Regions from separate parts of the Zea mays genome. Here region 2 is linked to region 1. A link is a contact called in public Hi-C data. All regions are on one chromosome and are shown on one strand. The core of a region is the stretch at or near the end of the contact, and the rest is flanking DNA. Distances in the headings are between cores, read along the strand shown. Region 1 holds the start of LOC100285996. Region 2 overlaps LOC103640907 (alanine--tRNA ligase).

The links. A called contact is a pair of places that touch in the nucleus more often than the background predicts.
Region 2: a contact with region 1 is called in a Hi-C map of ear, with 2.4 times the contacts expected there. The contact joins the enhancer-like site here to the promoter of LOC100285996 in region 1. A contact is called at or near these places in 2 of 25 Hi-C or Micro-C datasets (ear and tassel).

The regions. Positions count from the first base shown.
Region 1 is chr10:17,795,988-17,799,325 of Zm-B73-REFERENCE-NAM-5.0, forward strand. LOC100285996 reads left to right here and starts at 1,538. Exons shown (of 8, transcript NM_001158884.1): 1 at 1,538-1,919. The coding sequence starts at 1,729.
Region 2 is chr10:18,152,424-18,155,594 of Zm-B73-REFERENCE-NAM-5.0, forward strand. It overlaps LOC103640907 (alanine--tRNA ligase), which reads right to left. Exons shown (of 22, transcript XM_008664354.2): 21 at 2,906-3,079; 22 at 2,371-2,808. The coding sequence ends at 2,737. Among protein-coding and RNA genes, the nearest start is that of LOC103640907, 18 kb to the right of the region's middle. Within about 2 kb of position 1,903, at least 5 of the 20 cell types and tissues checked have an H3K27ac peak or open chromatin away from gene starts, as enhancers often do. A contact at or near this core is called in ear and tassel, where this site is marked.

The DNA.
Region 1 (3,338 bases), core at 288-2,787:
CAGACATATGATGTAATCGACTATTATTTCCCTTTTAATACTATTTTGAGCACTGTGTGATGATGTCCATGTTATGTAACTGCTGTGTACGTGAATAACTGATCCTGGCACGTACATGGTTCGCATTCGGTTTGCCTTCTAAAACCGGGTGTGACAGTGCTTGAGCTTCAGCTTTAGCTTCATCAATATTATGGATAGCCTTGGATTCTTGCCAGGTTCCTTCATCCCTTCTTGCGGCTTCTTGGCTTCCATAAACTGATGTAACGCCTTGGTTGCTTGGTATCTTCATACAAAGACATGCTGAGTGTAGGACTGCTTCGAAAGCATTAAGTGTTCCTCTTCCAATGATTGCATTATATGGGAATTTCATATCGACAATATCAAACACAACTTCCTCTGTTCTAGTGTTGTTGATATAGCCGAAGGTGACAGCCATGGCCAGTTTTCCAAGTGCTATGACTTGCTTGCCTCTAAAGCCACAGAGTGGGTAAGCTGATTTTTGAATTTTATCTTCAGGTTCTTACAATGGCCTGGAGGATTTTGCGAAGGTGATATCTGTTGCACTGCCTATGTCGACCAAGACATTGTGAACTATGAAGCCTTTTATGACAGACGAAATCACCATGGCATCTTTGTGTGGGTAATCTTTGAGTTGAAGGTCTTCTTGAGAGAATGTAATTGGAATATGTGACCACTTTAACTTGATATTGGATCCTTGAACCCCAACATATTGTACCCTTTTCTGGGCGTCTTTCTTCTGTTTATTGTTGCTTGGTTCGGAGCTTGGATTAAAGTCAGTTGTTCAGACTGCTGCAGCCGCAATTCATAAAGACAAAGTACTGTAGAAGCATAGAAGCTGGTATGAATTAAAGTCAAGCGAACATGCTTTGATTCGCCCGTGATGGGAAGACAAGCTTCTTTGAGCCTAGCGATGAAATATCAGGGCTTGCCATGCTCTTTGTTATGACCGTGAATTAAAATCTAATTTCTACTGATAGTTTCATTAGCTCAACCACAAGTGGAAATCAATTTCCACCGGTGGTTTTTAACTAACTGCCAATGAAAAGACCGATTTCTACATACCCTTAGTACTGAAGGTTCTAAAAGTAGGTTTTATCTGCATCTATAGAGTTTGTTTGTACTAATGCTAATTAATCCATGGCACACCTAAGCTAGGGCAGAGAGGAAAAGGGGGAAGCCCTCCCTCTCTCCCTCCCCAGTCCCGAGCCACAAAGCAGGGAGGACGGGAATCTGGCTGTTCCTCCGCGGGGCCCGGCAGCCGCCTGTGCGCGCTACGGCACCCGGCCACTCGCGCCCCGGCCGTACGTGGTCGCCCACCGCGGCAGGCGCCGCGGCCAACCGGCAGTCGACAGCGACGCCGCCCACGCAGAGCAGAGCAGCGAGGGAGCGTGCAGACACTACTAGTCAACCTGTGTACTCGATCCGATCCAGTGTCAGTCAGTCCCCTGCCCGCCCGCCCTGCGTGTGCGTGCTGCGTGCTGCTACTATATATAAATTGCAAGCAAGCTAGGCAGGCAGGCTAGCCCAGCGCTCGGCCCTCGGCTCCTTAAGGCTTCATCTTCTCAAGTTCCGGCCGTCCATCGCCGCCGCCGGCCTCGGCCGGCTCAGTTCCTGCCTGCCAGCCAAAAATTCCACACCACCCACCCAGAGACTGAGGCGCGCGGTGGTGAAGACGTGATCGAAAGTCGAAACCAAAACGATATATAGATGGGGCGCGGGCGCGGCAAGGTGGAGGTGCGTCGCATCGAGAACAGCGTGAGCCGGCAGGTGACCTTCTCGAAGCGGCGGCGCGGGCTGGCGAAGAAGGCGCGGGAGCTGGCCGTGCTCTGCGACGCCGACGTCGCGCTGCTCGTCTTCTCCGACAAGGGCAGGCTCCACGACTTCGCCGCGCACGGCAGGTACGACGTCGTCGATCTATACGTGCATGCAGAATGCATGGTAGGGGTAGGGCAGTACTCCTATGGCTATGATCCTCCTATACTCCATTTCTGGTAATGGAGCGGGCCGGGGTGTGTGCGTCAATCTGGCGTGGCGTACGTACGTACGGGCCAGTACCATACACGGCAATTATTCGGAGGGCAGCACAGGCACCGGCACCGGCACCTTAGCCACTCGCCCACTCCTACCCTCTTTGGCTCTATTTATGGAAGTATATAGTACGGGCGTACGGCACTGTGCTGCCACCGTGGTCTGTGCAATGCTACTCCCTAGCACCACTTGGGTTTATAGATGGCCAATAAGCACGAGGCCCGCGAGCCCCGCTTTTTGGGCCCGGTACGGCCCGGTTCTATGCGAGCCCGGGCTGGCCCGGCACGAATAAGCGAGCCGGGCTCGGACAGGAAATTAGACATGGTGGGCTAGCACGGCACGACCCGTTTATCTCTAAGCACGTTAAACCCGCTTTTTTTGCACTAAAATATGCTTTTTGGCCCGCTTTTGGCCCGCTTTTTTCGTGCTAAACGGGTCTGGCCGGCCCGTTTAGGCCCACTACGGGCCGGGCTCGGACAGAGAATCAAGCCCGCGGGCTCAGCAGGCCCGCCCCAGTTTCCTAACCGTGTCTGGCGGGCCGGGCCGGGCCGGGCGGCCCGTTTGGCCATCTCTACTTGGGTTCCACAGTCAGACACCCCCTTTTTACTTCGTACAAAAATAAAGTAAAATTACACACAAGTGAAGTGAAGTTTCGAAATCTAATCAACAAAACACATGTACATATTTTTATGTTTTATTAAAACAAAATTTAACTAGCGGTACCACTACGAGCGACTCTCGAGGCGCCCATGCAGAGTCATACGAGGGTAAAAAAAATCTCGAGAGCGAGATTCGGCAAAACCGCCAAAAAAATCTCGTTCTCGCCATCGACCGGTTTCAAAAACCGAACTTTTTTCGAGCATTTTGTTTCAATTTTTTGAATTTCAAAAATAATCATAAAAGTTATGGGGAAATTTATCAAAATTATAGAATTTTAGGAAATCAGAAATATATTATTTATTTAAAAATCATGTTTTGGTATTCAAAATAAATTCGGTTTTTTCTAGACCCGTTAACTAAATCCGAACCCGTAAACCCGCAGAGAAAATAGCGAAAACCACCAAGAAAGCGGCGAAAAAGCCGTCGAGAAAAACGAAAAATCACAATTCAAATTCAAAAATTCAAACCGCTCGAGATTAGCGGGTTTTTTTTGTGTGCTAAAAACCATTTTTGGGTATGAGTGAGAAATCACTTATAAAACGGGACGGTGAACCCTGAGTCACACACTGATGAGTCTCAGAGTCACACACAGCCTGGCCACACCAGCTTCTTTGGGCGTGTTTGCGACG
Region 2 (3,171 bases), core at 653-3,152, 360 kb after region 1:
TATCCATACCAACAAGGTGCATCTTCTTTTTTGGAAGCCTGTCTCGAAAGAACCTCCAAGTTAAGAGTGTTGGCTTGGAGCAATTTGGGATGGGTGACCGACTGGGAAGTTTTCTTAGGTGCGCATGAGTGAGGACAAAGTGTGCACAAAAGACCCGTGTTGGTCTGTGGGGACAATATATGATCCTAGAGAGCTGCCAGGAGTAAGTACCGCCGGTCCAGGGATTGGACGGGGTGTTACAAGTGGTATCAAAGCCGACCCTCGCGGTTTCACGGGCGTATGTGGGTTAGGGGTTCGGGTATATGGTGCATGGCGCATGTGGGCCTAGAGTGGTCACATGGCATGACATATGACGACACTAGACACACAGACGTGGATAAGAGGGGAGGTTCTTGGATTGGGATTGATCGACGAGGACGTCGATCTTCTAAGGGGGTGGATTGTGATATCCTGGCCTCTAGGATGGTGATATCCTGGCTCAAGGCTTAATAGAATTAATTGTATCCATACCAACAAGGTGCATCTTCTTTTCCAGAAGCCTATCTCGAAAGAACCTCCAGGTTAAGCGTGCTTGGCTTGGAGCAATTTAGGATGGGTGACCGACCAGAAAGTTTTTTCGGGTGCGCATGAGTGAGGACAAAGTGTGCATAAAAGGCCTGTGTTGGTTTGTGGGGACAATATATGATCCTAGAGAGCTGCCAGGAGTAAGTACCGTCGGTCCAGGGATTGGACGGGGTATTACACCCACCGAGGGTAGCATGGTGCTCTCCCCCTCTTCCTTCTTGCGGAAAGGCGACGAAGAGACGTATCATTAAAAAGTCAAGGCGTTTCCTGATCGTCCTCCCGCCCTGTGCAGAGGCTCGGGGGTTGCCCTTGCACCCATGTTGCAGCAGAATTGTTGGAAACACCAGCAACCCAACGCAGAGACTCGAGGGCTGCCTTTGCACCTAGGTTCTGGCCAGGTGACGAACAAAGGACAAGTCAACGATATCTACATAGGGAAATATAAAGACCTCAAAGGAGTCAACCACTCCTTCGAGGCCTTAGGGCTACACCCAACAAATGTGCTTGCGTGCACCCATCGAAAATAAGTCTACCACCTTTCAAAGGGTTAAGCAACATACCTGCACGAAGGTGGAAGAACGCCCAAGCAAGTACCAACACTTCCTTGGAGGCTCAGGGGCTACTGTCGGGTATCATAATTAGGGGTACCCAGATTATGCCCCTAAATACGTTTAAACACCTAACTATCGAGAAAATCATAAGACACGTTCCCCAAGGTCAAGAAAGGATCAATCACGATTCGCCCGAGACCCCGCTAGATGGTCGCTCAAAACTCCGCCTCGCCCGAGCCTAACCTCGGGTGAAGGTAGCACTCAGGGAAATCCTCGGCTTACCCGATGTCCCCTCTTCACCAAATAGCGGTTTCCACCTCGTCCAAGCCCATCTCGGACAGGAGGACAGCCCCGTGCCCAGCCTCAGTCAAAGGTCACGAAAACCGTGGAGACATGCGCATTTAATGCGAATACCTACCCCACGTGATGCCGCAGTCAAACACAGAGCGATGGGACTGCGGTCCCATCCACTTTCACCAACTACGATGACGCACCCCGAGAATAATGGCCACTGCTCCCCCACGCCGACTACTGTGCTCAAACAACTCTGGATGGCATGGTCTCACCTCGGGAGGGAACTCCACCTCGCCCAAAGTCGGCCTTAACCTCGAAGAAAACTCCGCTTCGCCCAAGCTCGGCTTCGGCCAACTGCCCCGGCAACAACTCCCCGTGAATTCCGTAGGTGGCCACTCCGACAACTATGCTAACCCCTCCCTGTACCACTGCATGCCCCGAGGCAGGCTCAACCAAGGCCTCAGGAGGAACCTTGGTCTTGCCCGAGCCTGGCCTTTGCCTAGATAACATCAACCAAATGGCGCCACCAACTCCTCCACGAGGGATGCTGACGACGGGATGGCTACAGGACCGATGTCAAATTTGTTTTATGCCATACGAGGAGAATTACCATGCATTTTTCACCATACTTATCGTTGTTTCAATAACTACGACTCGAACAGCACCTCCATCAAACAGGGGATAAGACTTGTCTCCTCTCCCATAGCGCTCCTAGGAACCCTCTTTGAAGCTATAAAAGGAGTATAGGACTTGGGAGAACACTTTGTGGGTTTTCACCCTCCAGGAGACAACGGGACTATAACAAAAAAAATATAGATAGTAGATTCAGTTAGGTGCCATGGAGTGGCATCTAATTTTGCAAAATATGAGTGGCACATTTGAAGAAACAAAAAAATAGGCTTCATGATGTTCCAGCTCTCTCCTAGCCACAGTTAGACTGTCTATAGTAGATATGGTAAGATAGAGGACACTATAAATAATAAATAACACTATTTACAGAGTGAAATTTAAAATAGAGTAAGATAGGGAATTGGATAGAGGATCTGAAAATAGCCTTAGCAGGGAAGGAAATGATTCGACTCCTAAACGCCTACAAAGTGACTCCCAATCGTATATGCATAGAACCTTTCGTTCAATCGGGCACACAACAAGCTTTATACTGTTACATGTCCTGTGCTTCCAATTGTATGGTAAGTATAAATGAAACTGCAAGCACCATTGAACTTCTGTTTAAGTATAATGGGTAAATAGAAAGCTAAAATCAAAGAGTAATCCAGCAGCAGCCACGCATGAGTTCCATGGGCAGTGCACCAGTTACTACCACCAATCAGCAGAGCTTCATTGAAGCAATGCTGTTCGCAAGTGCCATTGCTTCCTTGAGCTGAGAAGCGTCACTCCCCTGCAGTGAAGGCATAGCAGAATTGAATTTGGGCATCTCTTACTTGATGACTTGCATCCAAGACCGTAGAATACCTAGGAATGGATTGCTCACTCACCTGGCCCTGGGCGACGCCGTTCTTGCCGCCACCGCCTCTTCCCTTGAGTGGCGCAATTGAAGGTGTTAGCCAGTCCAACACCTTGAAGCCGCTAGGAGCATTGGGAGGCACACCAGCATAGATAACGGCTTTGTTTGATGCCTCATCGGTGCTGAATAACATTATAGGCAAACCCTGGGCCAAGACATCCAAAAGTTCACCAGGCTATCTAAGACTTGAGATGGAATAAAAACAGTTCTACTACAACATGCCATGTACTATAGCAA